Regions from separate parts of the Oryctolagus cuniculus genome. Here region 2 is linked to region 1. A link is a contact called in public Micro-C data. All regions are on one chromosome and are shown on one strand. The core of a region is the stretch at or near the end of the contact, and the rest is flanking DNA. Distances in the headings are between cores, read along the strand shown.

The links. Hi-C and Micro-C count contacts between places; a contact is called where the count stands out from the background.
Region 2: a Micro-C map of ear pinna shows a contact between it and region 1, with 5 times the contacts expected there. The contact joins two enhancer-like sites. A contact is called at or near these places in 2 of 6 Hi-C or Micro-C datasets (ear pinna and psoas muscle).

Annotation. Positions count from the first base shown.
Region 1 is chr2:134,988,293-134,994,834 of mOryCun1.1, reverse strand. No RefSeq gene overlaps it. Among named protein-coding and RNA genes, the nearest start is that of ETAA1, 250 kb to the left of the region's middle. Within about 2 kb of position 3,309, at least 3 of the 8 cell types and tissues checked have an H3K27ac peak or open chromatin away from gene starts, as enhancers often do. A contact at or near this core is called in ear pinna, where this site is marked.
Region 2 is chr2:136,079,555-136,086,645 of mOryCun1.1, reverse strand. No RefSeq gene overlaps it. Among named protein-coding and RNA genes, the nearest start is that of MEIS1, 150 kb to the left of the region's middle. Within about 2 kb of position 2,920, at least 2 of the 8 cell types and tissues checked have an H3K27ac peak or open chromatin away from gene starts, as enhancers often do. A contact at or near this core is called in ear pinna, where this site is marked.

The sequences.
Region 1 (6,542 bases), core at 2,060-4,559:
CCACCCCAGGTTCATTTAGATGTTGCAGGGTTTTATGAGATGAGAGGAGCACAACAAAGAACACCTGTGCACTGAGCGGACTTACACAGTGGTAGCTGAGGCTCCTGTCCTCTCCTACCCAGGCAAGAGACGTCCAGGTAGGGGCTGGCTGAGCCCTGTAAGGTTGCCATAGAATCCATAAACTGCCTTCTAGAAGTCACCACACACACTTAGAGCTATTATGGTAACCATGTTGCCTTCCTTTGTGTATCTTATCAGCAAGAAACTTGTGGGTATTTGTACAACAGAGAAGCTTTGCCAGCTGCAATGTCCAAGAGGCTCAGTACTTCAGGGTTTGTTTTGTTTTGTTTTGTTTAATTTTATTTATTTATTTTAGAGGCAGAGAGAAATGGTGGGAGAAAAAGAGAGAGAGAGAAGGAGATACTGAGTCTCCTCATCTCTTTGATGACTTTCTCTTCCTTCTTGGCAGTTTCACTGATTAATCTGCCTCGTTTCTCATTAGAATAACATGGGTCTTTTTCCTCAGATGCCTGCTATATTGCTGGTATGCATGCTGTACTGCTATTTTCCCTTCAATGCCCGTGACCATCTAGTGGCTCTTCTCTGGCTTTCAGGCAGGGATCCTGGTACCATGCAGCCTCAATTGAAGGTTGATTTGAATGTTGGGTGTAGCATGGCCTGCTCCTGGTTTTGCTGGCATCCAGAGGGCAAATGGCTTTTGACTGTACCCAGCTTCCAACTTTGCCCCTCTAGCCATGCTAAACTAGCATCTCACAGCATGCCACAGGAAAACAACTCCCTAGTCTGTCTGTACCTTAAACTTCTGATGGTATCCTTTATAACATATAACTTTTATTTAGAGAATCATTAAATTTTAATCTGGAAGGAACGACTCAGTCCATTCTGCTCATTTTTCAGCTGAGGGAATCAAAGTCCAGATGGTAAAAGAACTTGACCAAGGGGTGAGCATTTTGCACAGTGGTTAAGTCTCCACTTGGAATGCCCACATATCATATCAGAGTTTGAGCCCCAGGCTACTCTGCTTCCAATACAGCTTCCTGCTAATGCTCACCATGGGAGGCTGTAAATGATGGTTCAAGTACTTATGTCCCTATCACCAATGTGGGAAACCCGATTGAATTTCAGGCCCCCGGCTTCTGTCTTAGCCCTGGCTGTTACTAGCATTTGGGGAGTAAGCCAAAGGTTGACAGAGCTCTCTCTCCGCCTTTCAAATAAATTGAAAATAAATAAATAAGGATTTAAAAAAAGAACTTGGCCAAGGTCACATAGCTAAGACTAGTTCATTAGAAACTAAAATCTGTTCTCCTATGCCTGCCTTTGTTCTTTTTGCTTTCTTATCTCCCTCAGTGTTGCCAGCTCCTCTTTCGATAAAACTTTGCAACTGAAATACTGACGTACTTACTAGATTGGGTGATCAAATTATTTGATTCTGCAATTAGACAGCAGAATAAACATGAGTTCTAGATCTCTTCCTGACTTATGAACAGTCCTCAGTCTTCCCTCTGTGACCCATCTGCCCACGCTCTCAGGGAGTAAATAATGGTGCCTTCCTGAAAGTATGATCTCATGAAGCAACTCAAGATGGGCCTTGGGTCAAATATGTTTGCCAAATGCTCACAGCACATCTGATTCCTGCCTTGAGAATTGATAATGTGTGTCAAAGGCTCTGAGTGTGTTATAATCGAAGCACTTTCATGATTTTGTTTAATATAATATTTACCAAGCCTGTTTGGCTATAGAACAGTTTTCATAACATATACTCATTGAAATCTTGCAAAATACATTGTAAGGAAAAACAGCTGTAACCTCCCTTTTTCTTCTGTCTGGATTTTCCATTCTTGGCATACCTACACTTGACCTATTTTCTCCCATTCTATATCTACGCTGCTCTACAAGAATATTCCCATTCTCGGGACTGTCTTCATAAGTTTCTACCATGCTGAAGTATTAGTAAGGCCTTGCTATGTTCAGGAAAAATGCTGAACACAGATTCTAAATGAGTTGAATCCAGTTGAATCCAGTTCCAGTGGGTATATGGCACCTATAATCTCAACATCCAAATTTCTGCCAGGCCTATTGTCATCATTTCTGTGAGGAAAAGCAGAAACAAAGATGCGAAACCATGTTAGTAACCCAAAAGATGATATGAATGTTAAAAATTATCACAATGATAATGACAAAGAGGCTAAACCTCTTTCCTTAAGGAGCAAGGTTTATATTAGTGATGGACACTCCCAAAGAGCAGCAAGCTGGTAATACTGGGTTTAATCTGTCAATGGAACATTAGGAAGTATGACTAAAATATCAAGAACAGAAATTATCCAACTGCAAAGGCAACGAAAGGCCTTGTAACTCTGGGTGCGGGGCTGTGCAGGGAGGGCTGGAAGGAAGCTAAACACACTCCCTGATTTGGCAGCGCTCTTTGATGAGCTCAATAAGATTTCTCATGACCCAGAGGCTGGGGGAAATGGCGCAGCTAGGAGCTAGGTGCTTGGTGGAGCCACCTACAAAACTGTTGCTAAAATGGAAAGTATGAGCCGCAAGCAGCAGAGACTCCTTCCCAGGAACCCAAAGCCAGGAGTACTGTGAGTTACTGAGTCCAGGCAAGAACTAGTCTTTTGTGAGTCATGGTAGAGATTCTTTGCTTTTCCCCCAAAAGGACAAGGGCAGATAGGACTGGAGATCAGCAAGCAGAGGTCAAAAACTTAGAGCCAAACCACAGAAACACTAGATTTTCACCAAAGGCTTTATGTGAGCGTGTTCTTGTCTGCCAGGCTAGTGGCCAGAAAGCATTTGTTCCAGCTTTTAATAGAGGCCTTCTGAATGCATCATGATGTAGCCCAAAGGAGTGATGTAAATGTGGGGAAATTTAAAGATCATGGCTGGCCAGAGACTAAACATGACATGGCCCTTTAAGGCTTCAGCCTTCTGACCGTTCCAGGTTGCTGATCCTTCTGCCAAGCGGGCTGCAAGCCAAAATATTTCCTAACTTTGCATTAATTTCAGGGTGCTAATCTCATAGGAAACCACCCCCTATTTAATAAACTCCAACTCCCACACTGGCCCCGCTGGGCTGTCTGTGTGTGCCGTCTGAAGGCTCAGCCGACGTGTGCCTGCCGCTGTCCTTTCCCGCTGGGGAGGGCGTTGACACAGGACTGCCAGGCATCACGCAGCTGTCGTCAGCACCACTCCACAGATGGCACCTCGACCACGCATCATCTCCCGAGGAGATGTACCTGCTTCTGGCTCTCACGTGGAGAGGCAGGGGAACTGGAGACCAGATGGACTCCGGAGCTTCAGCTCCGTGACCAAGCACGGGAGTGGGCCTCCTCGCCCCCTTTTCCGCCCCATTTCTAATCACTAGCCGAGGAAGGTAATGAGAAAGTGCTTGAATTACAAAGATTCCCATTTATTACTCTGGCTGCCCTCCACAAAGCGCCTCTTTTCCCCTTTGGCAAGAACAGATCACTATTGACACTTTTAGAAGGCCCTGGGCCCCTCTCAATTATTGGCCTAATCTCTGCCTGCTCTGAAAGCAGAATTCTTTTCTAACTAGATTTTTTAGAAAGTTAAGAGGCTACCCTTTGCTTTATTCATTGGAATGACTTCATGGGCTAATGTATTCTCCTGTCAGTATATCTCATGGGTTCAGCAACATCTGCAGGATGTGGAAAGAACAGAAACAAACCAGATGTTTCCAAAAGGTAGCTCCGCTAAGCCTCCTTAACATAATTATGGCAATATCGCATCCGCATTTTATCGTCCCTCTTCTATATTTATATGCTGTTAACTTATCCTGTAGAAATCCAAACCAGTGGATCTGAGTCCCTTCTAAACAGATTTGCAATCTTTAAAAAAAAAAAATGACATATATCCCCCATTAAATCCAAATTTCCTTTATCAAATTTTAGAAGGGAAAAAAATAGATTAAGGAAATGTAGATATTTATCTCGGCCTTCAACGTTTACACTCATTTAGTTAATTAGCACTTAATTACACTGTTGAAGAGGAAAATTTTACCACGGACAGACCAATCCCCACCCCTCAGGCCCTGGCTTCTTCAGCGAGGCAGACCTCTGCTCAGAGCCTGCTTGCTCCTGCACGAAACATTTGTAATGATTACTTGACAAGGAGTGCAGATCCCAAACTGCGCAGTGGAGAGCCATCACTCACCAGGGCCCTGCTGAGCTCTCAGGCTGGAGCAACAGTGCCCCCAAAAGCCAGCGGCCAGAAGCACCAAGTAAGCAACCCTCGGGCTGCCCAAGCTTCTATTTTCTGCTTTATAAGCCGAGGAGCTATTTTAAGAGTTGCTGGCCAAAAAGCAGGCTCTATTACAACCAGACGAGCATTCCAACCAAGCTGGGGAGCCTCGGCTGGAAAGAGACAGTGTTTCCACCTATTTTAACTCAGACGCCAGGAATTCTCTGAGGAGGAGATGGGGGTGGGAGAGCAGGAGAGGCATGGTAGAAAATTGGAAAACTTTAGAAGGTGGCCAAACTCGAGGGGACAAAGCCTAACTAGATTAATGCATAAATCTTATTAACCAAAAGGCAACTTAATAGAGTCGTTTGTCATCATCAGAATTTCTCCATCTTTTAACAAATGGCGGTATTTTTTGGTCTCACAGGTTCCCTGCCAAGTATAAGACCTCATTAAAGCTGTTGGAAAATAATAGCATTCTAATTGGTTTAATTATGATATGATGAATTATCAACCCAATTTTTAAAAACAATAAGCAATTACACTCCCCCCCCTTTTAAGTCAAAGACTCTGTTTTCCAAAACAGGAAATGAAGCATAACACCCTTAATTTCTTCGTAAGGGCAAAATCCTAGACACCCCAGTGCAGTGGTATAATGAACATGTAATGAAACCAACAGTTCCCACTCCCCCAGCGACTCCCTTTGTGCATTGACTAGACGGCATGTTGGCTCTAAGAATGGAAACTGCATTAAGCTGGAGACTGACCCAAATTTTCTCTTTCAAGTTCTCAAGTCCTGTTTTCTATTTCCCCTTCTAAACTAGAATAGGGTCACCCTGTAAAAGATGAAATATTACATTCTTAAAAGACAATGACCTGATGATGTCATATCAACATGCTTGGGTTTTACATTGCTCTTAGGGAGATTGCAAGGGAAAACATAATGTCATATTGGAAATAGGGGAGGCAAGCCAGGAAACCTGAAATCCAAACTTTTAAAATCAAGTTACATAATCAGAAGCATCTATAAAAAGGCAACATACGAGATACTTGAGGGGTAAGTACAGAAAACAGTACAAAAACACACAATCCAACAACAACAACAAAAATACCCACAAGGAGATCCCCCCACACACACCCACCCACTGCACTCATACCAGATAGTTTCAGTGAAAAAGATTGATTATACCAAGTGCTTGTAAAGATGGCAGGAAATTTGAATTCTGCTGCATTTTAATTGGAGTATAAATTGGGGTCGGTGACGTGGCGTAGCAAGTAAAGCCGCTGCCTGCAGTGCCAGCATCCCATATGGGCGTTGGTTCGAGTCCCGGCTGCTCTACTTCCGATCTAGCTCTCAGCTATGCCCTAGGAAAGCAGCGGAAGATGGCCCGGGTGCTTGGGCTCCTGCACCCACTTGGGAGACCTGGAAGAAGCTCCCGGCTCCTGGCTTTGGATCAACCCAGCTCCAACCATTGTGGCCATTTCGGAATGGAAGACCTTTCTCTCTGTTGAAGAACCTTAAAATTCAAACCAAGATGGAGTGACTTAAGCTAACACTATTAAAAACAAGAAGTCACCTTTGCCCCAAATAAAATTAAAGTTTAAAAATTATAGCCCTAAACTTTTTCCCCCAGAGCTAAAATTAGGTGCAGCTATAAAAATAAGGGACCCTATGCTTAGCTAGCTGCGACACTTGTGCCTGGCTGTGCTAAGACCTAACCCAGTTTGTATGCCTCCTAATACTCAGATAACGGTGTGGGAAGCGGGACGCCGCTCTCCCTCCAGGGGAACAAAAGGAGTGAGACGTCGTCCCCCTCAGGGTGAACAAGATGACACTGACAGGGAAAGGAACTGCTGAAGAAGTAAACAACAAAATGGCGACGAGGTGCATGCCTCCCATGTGACCCCGTAGCTGATTGGACAGAAGACGCATGCCTTTCACATGATCAGCTCACGGATTGGACTGCTGTGTGCATGCCTCCCATGTGATCCCGTAGCTGATTGGATAGAGGACGCATGCCTTTCACATGATCAGCTCACGGATTGGACTGCTGTGTGCATGGACATTATAGTGCTTTTGATTGGTCGCTGCGGGTATATAAACCGTGTGGCTCTGTGCTGGGGGCGCTCTCTGGACTCCCGAGTTCAGGAGGCCCGTCTGCGCAGATGCAGAGGAAAGGAGAAGTCCTGGAGGGCTACATGAAAGAAGTGGCTTTGTGTGATACATATTTAAATGAATGAGAAGATGCTAGCTTGTAGAGGGAGATTTCTTTTTCTTTGTTTTGCTTTTACTTTTTCAAAATGGGTGTATACTAGACACA
Region 2 (7,091 bases), core at 1,671-4,170, 1.1 Mb before region 1:
TTTGGAGACGTGCGTTTGCAGGTAGCCCTAAACTGTGAACAGCCGGCTTTGTGTGTTATCTAGCGGGGGTGGGGGTGGAAGGGGAGGAGACTCCCACCGCCCGCTCCAGTCTTTAATGTCTGAAATAACGAAATGCCTGTGTGGCAGCTGCTGCTACAGCCAAAACTAACTCTTTGGAAGACGGAAAAGAGTGAAAGGCAAAGAAAGACTGTTCATTTTTTTTCCTTTGGTGCCGTTTGGGATGTCATCTGTTTCCTTGGCGACTGTGTTCAGCCCCCGGAGCCCCTGGGCTCCGGGATTGTTAGGGGGGAAAAAGCATGCTATTTCTGCACCGTCATTTATCACTGTCACCGCATAATGATTCCCCTTGCAGCCCCTTATTGATGTTTGTAATTGCATTATCTCATAAAGGAGGATGATCAATGAAACCAAGCCGTGCATTCTGGGGTCAGAGGAAGCCGAAGTACTGTTTGTCCCCTTTAATACAACAAGTACTCATTATCTTTAGGTCTGCATTCAAAAAATGATCTGATCTGGGGCTGACCCTGTCCGACGTCCCAACACTTTCTAAAACGCGGTTTGTGTAACCTTTTGCTTAAATGCTAAATCAAGTACCTGTCTTGCATTTCAACGAAACAAAATGCTGAAACTGAATGAGGAAAGCATTTCTTCTTCTTTTCTTCTTCTACTTCTTTTTTTTTTTTTTTCTGGGAGGAGTGCGACCGTCGCAAGACGCATATTTAGTCTGTAAATGCTGAATGATGTAATCTAAAAAAAGCAACCCTCATCAACAGAGGACCTTATGAATGAAAAAATTGGGAGTGAGGAGAAGAAAGGTAGCTAAGAGCTTTTAACAAGGTCGGCACTAAAAGGGTCGAATAAAACCATTTCCGGTTTAATTAATAAGAGCTATAAACTGAAATAATTCCCCATGATTCTGCCCTTGCTTCTCCCTTTTTCAGTCATATCTCTTCGGTTTAGATAGATGACTTTTGTGCCTGCTTGATTCTCACAACAATAACTAAATCAGTTGCACACTCTGTATCTAAAATCATCTACAAACTCCAGCAAATAAAAAGAAGTTCATTCGTCTATTAAGGCAAGTATTTAGTTGAGCAGAAATGTCCCAGTGACACTGAATGGAGTGCATGTAATCCCATGAAAATCAAGTCATCTTGTTACACTGACATAAATGAAAAAATACAAAGGAGGAAAAGTCCAAGTGTAATTTTAAACTAAATGTATTATTGGACTGTCAAAGTGAAAACGTGATTGTTTGGCTAGGATGGGTGGGGGGAGGGGGAGAGTGGACATCCACTTGGGTCACATCTGACTTACAGGTTCTGAAGAGAAGTGTGCATTCCAGATTTGGTTATCATCTTAATTTGTAGAAAGAGGAAGGATTGAGACAATTCTAACTCATTATTTCAACAAATTAGGGCAGATGACTCTTTCAAAGACAGAATTAAACAAGGAGTTTAGTTTAAACACTGAAAACCTCTATTTCCAAAAAGAAAAGTTTCCAATCTTCTGAAGATGAAGTCCCCTATATTAATAAGACCACGAAGAAAGAAAGAAAGGGGGAAGGGAGGTAGGGAGATAAGGAAGAAGGAAGGGGTGGACAGGAAGGAAAGAGTAAGCTTTATTTTCAAAGTTCTAGACATTTTAAAATCAACATTATAATGTTTTAAATTAAAAGACCAACATGAAAAGCCTTCCCGTAGTTGAGAAAATGAGTGCTTAAATAAAAACGTGCTCCAATATTCTGACACCGTGACATAAAACCTTAAGGTGAGTGATAACAAAACAAAGGGCTAAAATATTCCCACCTGGAAAAAGAACTTTAATGATAAAGCTGAGAAAGTTTTAGCTGAGTTGAATCATCACATAATTTTTCAGCAGAGGGCAGATCCTTCTGAAAAGTATTATTTTCCAGGAATTCTGTCAAATCACTTTGAAATAATACATGTTTTGTATTATTTCAATATTCCTGGAGTGTTCATTCTTTGAAAACGCTCAAACAGAAATGGAAACGCAGCGTCGAATACATTCAATATAAATGGTATCTTGTCGTTAACATAAAATATTAAAGGGAAAATAAAACTTTGGGCTCTGTCAGTTGAGATAGAATTTTTTTAGCATAATTTTCAAAACACACAAATGAAACCACTTGATTTTAACCAATCAACACAAGTCTTTCTCTTCTTTGGTTGGGGATCTGGAGTCGTGTATGCTTTCTATTTTTAATATTTAGTATTATAGCCCACGGTTAAAATAATGAAAAATTAGTCTCGTTTCAGAAATTATTTATTTATGGAACGAACATGATTAAAACATAAACACACACACAAACTGCAGCTGCAACAGAAAAAAACTTGATTTACGGTTATTAAATCTTTGATCGCCATGTTAATGTTTCTTTTTCTACCTTTCATTTGCATTTTAATCTATCGAATCTTTACAATTTTTCCTGCCTCCTATTTCAATGATTGATTACAGATCTGGAATAAGAAAAACCAGGGCTAGCTTTTCTTTTCCTTCCTTCGCTTTCTTTTTTCCCTCCTTTCCCCCTGGGTAGATTTCGGAAACTTTCTCTCAATGCTAATGTAGACAGGGCAAATTAATTCTGCTCTTTTTAAATGTCAGAGATATAAATAAAAAATGTTTTCTGTCCTAAATGTGAATATTTTCCCAGCCGTTTGTTTTCTAGTCGTAAAAGATCATCACAGCAAAACGCAATTAGCAGCGAAACACACACGCACGCGCGCGCGCACGCACACACGGCGGCGTGGATCTTCCGAAGGACGGGTTGTTACTGAGTTCAGAAAGGTGAGAAGTTCAGCGTCCCCGCCACTGCCAGTGGCCTCGCCGCGGTCTTGAAGTCTGGTCTTGAGCCCTCTGATCTAAGGCACACAAACACAAACAAGCCTGGTGGGGGCTTGTTGCTGCTAAGTTGGTTTCTTGGGACCAGTAGTGTAAAAGACAAAAGGGGCACCCACGCAGGTCTGTCTGTTTTCTTTTCCAGCCTTCCCACTGCCCCTGGGTCGCTTCCTCGAACCTCGCATCCTCCCTTGCGCCCTCCCAGGGTTGCCCCAGCGTGGCGGATAAGACGGTCATTCCGGGGTCCGCGTCACTTTCCGCGCTGGAGTGAAAGCCAGTGCGGCGGTGGCTTGGGAAGGCGCCGGCCGGACGTCGACTGGGCTCCTTCTTCCCGCAGGGGCTGAGGGCCCCTAAGGGCTTCGCCAAGCTCAGGCCAGGCCCAGACTGCGCTTCGCGCCTGCCTGGGGGTCGCGGCTGCGGAGGGAGAGGGTCACGGCGCGCGCAGGAGGCGAGCCCCAGGTGTGAGTTCAGGCTCACCGGCTCGCGCGCCCGTCTGCGAACCGCCAGGCGCGCCTCCCCCACCCTCGCCCATCTCTGCTCCTGCTCCCGGGGTCAAGCAACCCTCGTGGGGGTTTTTTAAGGCCCGCAGACCCCGGGGAGCCCGCGGAGGAGCAAGGACCGACTTGTCAGGCGGGTCCAGGCTGCTCGCGCTCGCGTCCGCGGGAGGCGCGCTGTGCCCGGGTGCAGGGCGAGCCGGGAGAAGTCAGAAGCATGGGACCCTTGTGAATCCCTAGAGGGGCAGGCACGCGCATGGTCACGAATCCGGGCGACAGCTGCTCTGGGCAGTCTTCCTCGACGAGACCCGCGCACTCGGTGCGCGCCCAGGGGCGTGCCCGGCGAGGCACCGACCGCGTTCCCCGCGCCCGGCCCCCGCAGCCCGCGTGGCTCCCTTGTGTCCAGCGACCCCGGTTGGGGCTGCCGCGAGGGGGGCGATCTTCCTTCTCAGGGACGCACAAAGAGTTTAAAATAAAGAGAGGGGGAGGAAAGACATTTGATCTGGGCCGACCCTTTGTCTTGAAGCAGATTAGGCAGCCTCCAAATGGGAGGAAAAACAGAAAGTCTAGACAGGAAAACTTATTGTGTTCACAAAATATAAAAATGATCCGAACGGTCTGGTACCTCCGGGGGTGAAGATAGATCCTTGTAGACGGGTGGGAAGACAAGACTGGGAAGATTTAAAGGGAAAGAAACGGCAGATTATTAAGAAAGTAATAGTAAGGTGTCCCATACACTACAGTTTTATTGTTGGGTAGTAACCACCCGATTTATTTATTGCCGGGGCTATATAATAGAGATAATGACCACAAACTCAAGATAAATTCTGAGGCGCCCAGCCGGTCAATTCTTTTTTATTTCAGAGAGCGAGCCTGAAAGGTGAGCCCCATCCCCGCCTCTCCTCGGAGATCCGTCTTGCTTTCTGCCGTATTATAAGCATGACATGCAAATAAATAAGGGCCGCGGGGTTTGTGTGGGTAGGCCTGCAGGATTTATTTCAGGTGAGGGAGGAACATACACGGAATATGAATTTCCGCAGGAGCCGCCGAGTGCTGCCTCCGCTCCTCCTCGGCCGCGCTCGCCTCCCAGCCTCCCTCCCTTTCCGTGGAGCAGAGAGCGTCCCCTGATAAAAGCATTAACGTGTCATGTCTCAACTCCCTACTCCTTGACAGATAGGTTTGCGGAGGGACCGGGCGCGGGGCACGCAAAGTGCAACACGCATCCCCACCGTGGGTTGACTGGCTGGGGCTGCTTAAAGGGATGCCTGCCATGCAGGGACGGGTGAGTTGTCCTTCTGCCTTCCAGCTCGGGAGCAGACTAGGAAACTACAAGGCTGAAATACGCAAAAACGCTCCCCAAAGTTTCCCGCCCGGCCTCCCCGTAGGGGCCGGAGCCGACGGGAGCATCCCGGCTTCCGGAGACCAGCCCGCCTTTCTCGGCCTACATTATGTCCCTTCCCGGGGGGCCTGGAGAGACCCCTCTGGGTAGTCAGATGATGGAATGAAGGATGACCTTGCTCCTGTCCCGCCAAGGTCGGACGGGAGCGGGCGGCCCCAGGTGCAGGCTCCACCTGACGCCACGGCGGCACCCACGGCCGCCCCCGCCTGCGCCCCGCGACTGCTCTGGCAGGTTCCCCGGCCCGCCTAGATGAAGTCAGCATTCTCTGGTGATACTCTTTTTTCCTTCCTCATTTTGGGGGGTACCATTCAGACACGCGAGTCTAGTGTTTCACTCTTAGAATAACCACTTACATTCAGAACTCCTTTTGATCTATGTTTGGCCAGAGAAGAAACACCTGACCGTGAGCCGTGGAGGGAAAGCGAGAGGCGCGCAGGAAATGGGCGGGACCGACGGGTGGGGTGAGGGGGAAAGGTGTGGGGAGGGGGCAGAGACCCCGAGGCGGTCCGAGGTGGCAGCTGCGGGGAGGGAGGTGAGGGGCAAAGCCTCCGGGCGGCCACCCGGCGCTCCTGGGATGCGGTGCTTTGCGTGAGGGATGGCACCGTGAGGCCGAAAGCGAGGACAGTCCTCGTCAATCTTTGACAATATTGGTGTCAGTCAAGCACAACTTTATCTTTGAACCAGAGTATCTGTTCCAGTGATTTCCATAAGCACATAAATTATCATCTTCAGAGCCTTCAATATTTCTTTCTGTACTTTATTAAGTGTGATTGCAGAGGCCATGTGCGAAGTGAATGATTCAACTTTTAATCTTTGAACATTACACCGTATTCCACCGAGTTTCCTTTTCAAAATAATCTAAAATAACAAAAAGAAACTAAGCTCATTACATGAAAAGTGACAAGCGTTTTACTCTGAGCCTGGCAAGTTGCCTCACTCACTTCAAAGGATGATAAACTAATTGTTTCCAGAGTTTATAAGTAATTAAGCTATTATTCGGGGAATTTATGCAACAGTTTTATTCATGTAGGGACTTTCTTTTTAGAATAGCCAGAGACAAATCTTAAGACATACCAGGATTTTAATAATTAGAAAATCTTCCCATTACTGTTAATAATGAAAACTATTATTATTTTTAAAGGCATTGGAAAATAGAAACAAATATACTTTTCTCCAGAGTATAAAGTAAGTGGAGGTCATTATGGATAATTAGTGCTGAAAGGAAAATGAACTTGTAATGGCTTCCAAAGATTAAAACATCTGTAGCTATCAAGTTAGGTTTTAAAAAGTTAATTTTTTTGTCCGAGCAGCTGGATTTGTCTGTGTATGTCAGGTAAGAGAATATATATCTACTGTCCTTTTAGGACTCTATATAGAAAGTTAAAAACATGAAATAATGTTAGTACTTTTAAACCCACTTTTGGTGCCTTGGCAACAAGAATTGATGCCAAGAAATGCTAAGTGTTTGGGATTCTCTGATTTTGCAACAAAGAGATGTACTTATTCACCCACAGATTAAAACAAAGAGAATACTTTTGAAATCCTTTGAAGTATAGCATTCAAACAATCATTATTTCTATAACATTTCAACCCATGTTTCCAGCCTTTTAAAATAATTGTTTGCCCTAAATGAAACGTTATTCATTAAAGGAAAAAGTAAGAATTTAAAAAAGAAGTGATGAATTATTTTTTAAAACTCAGCAAAATATATGACATTTTAATAGACATTTATAATAACAGTATTTTACTATTCTAATTTTTTTCCTGTCATGTTATTTGCTCTGTTCTTGGTTTTAGGAAAAATTCTGCTTCATTGTCACAAAATAAAGTTCCAAAAATCACAGAATTTTGGTGTTAGGAGAGAATCCCTGGAGATTAAGAAGAGCATATAAATGTGAAATCTGAGCACATGCCCATACAATCTTATTTAAAATAAAATGTATTTTTCTGGAGTTTGCTTGGAAAAAACTAAAGTGTGCTGGTTCAATATCCACTTTGCTCAGCACAAAAATTGAGAATTGGCTAAAATAACCACCACAAGAGTTGGACTCTCAGAATAGTAAAATATATATATATATATATATATACACACACACATATATATATTTTAAGACATAGCTACGTGCTTCAAGTAAAATTCCTCTATGGTAATCATCTGGAATTTGTATGTAAAATGCTTTTTATGATTCAGGGTCAGTGTTTTATGGACTCTGAATAAACTGTGGCAATTTAGATCTGTCATTGTGTCACAATGTCTGATTCAATGTTTGCTGTCATATGTTCTCTTTATTCTAATGGGCTAGTGTTGCGTTATTAAA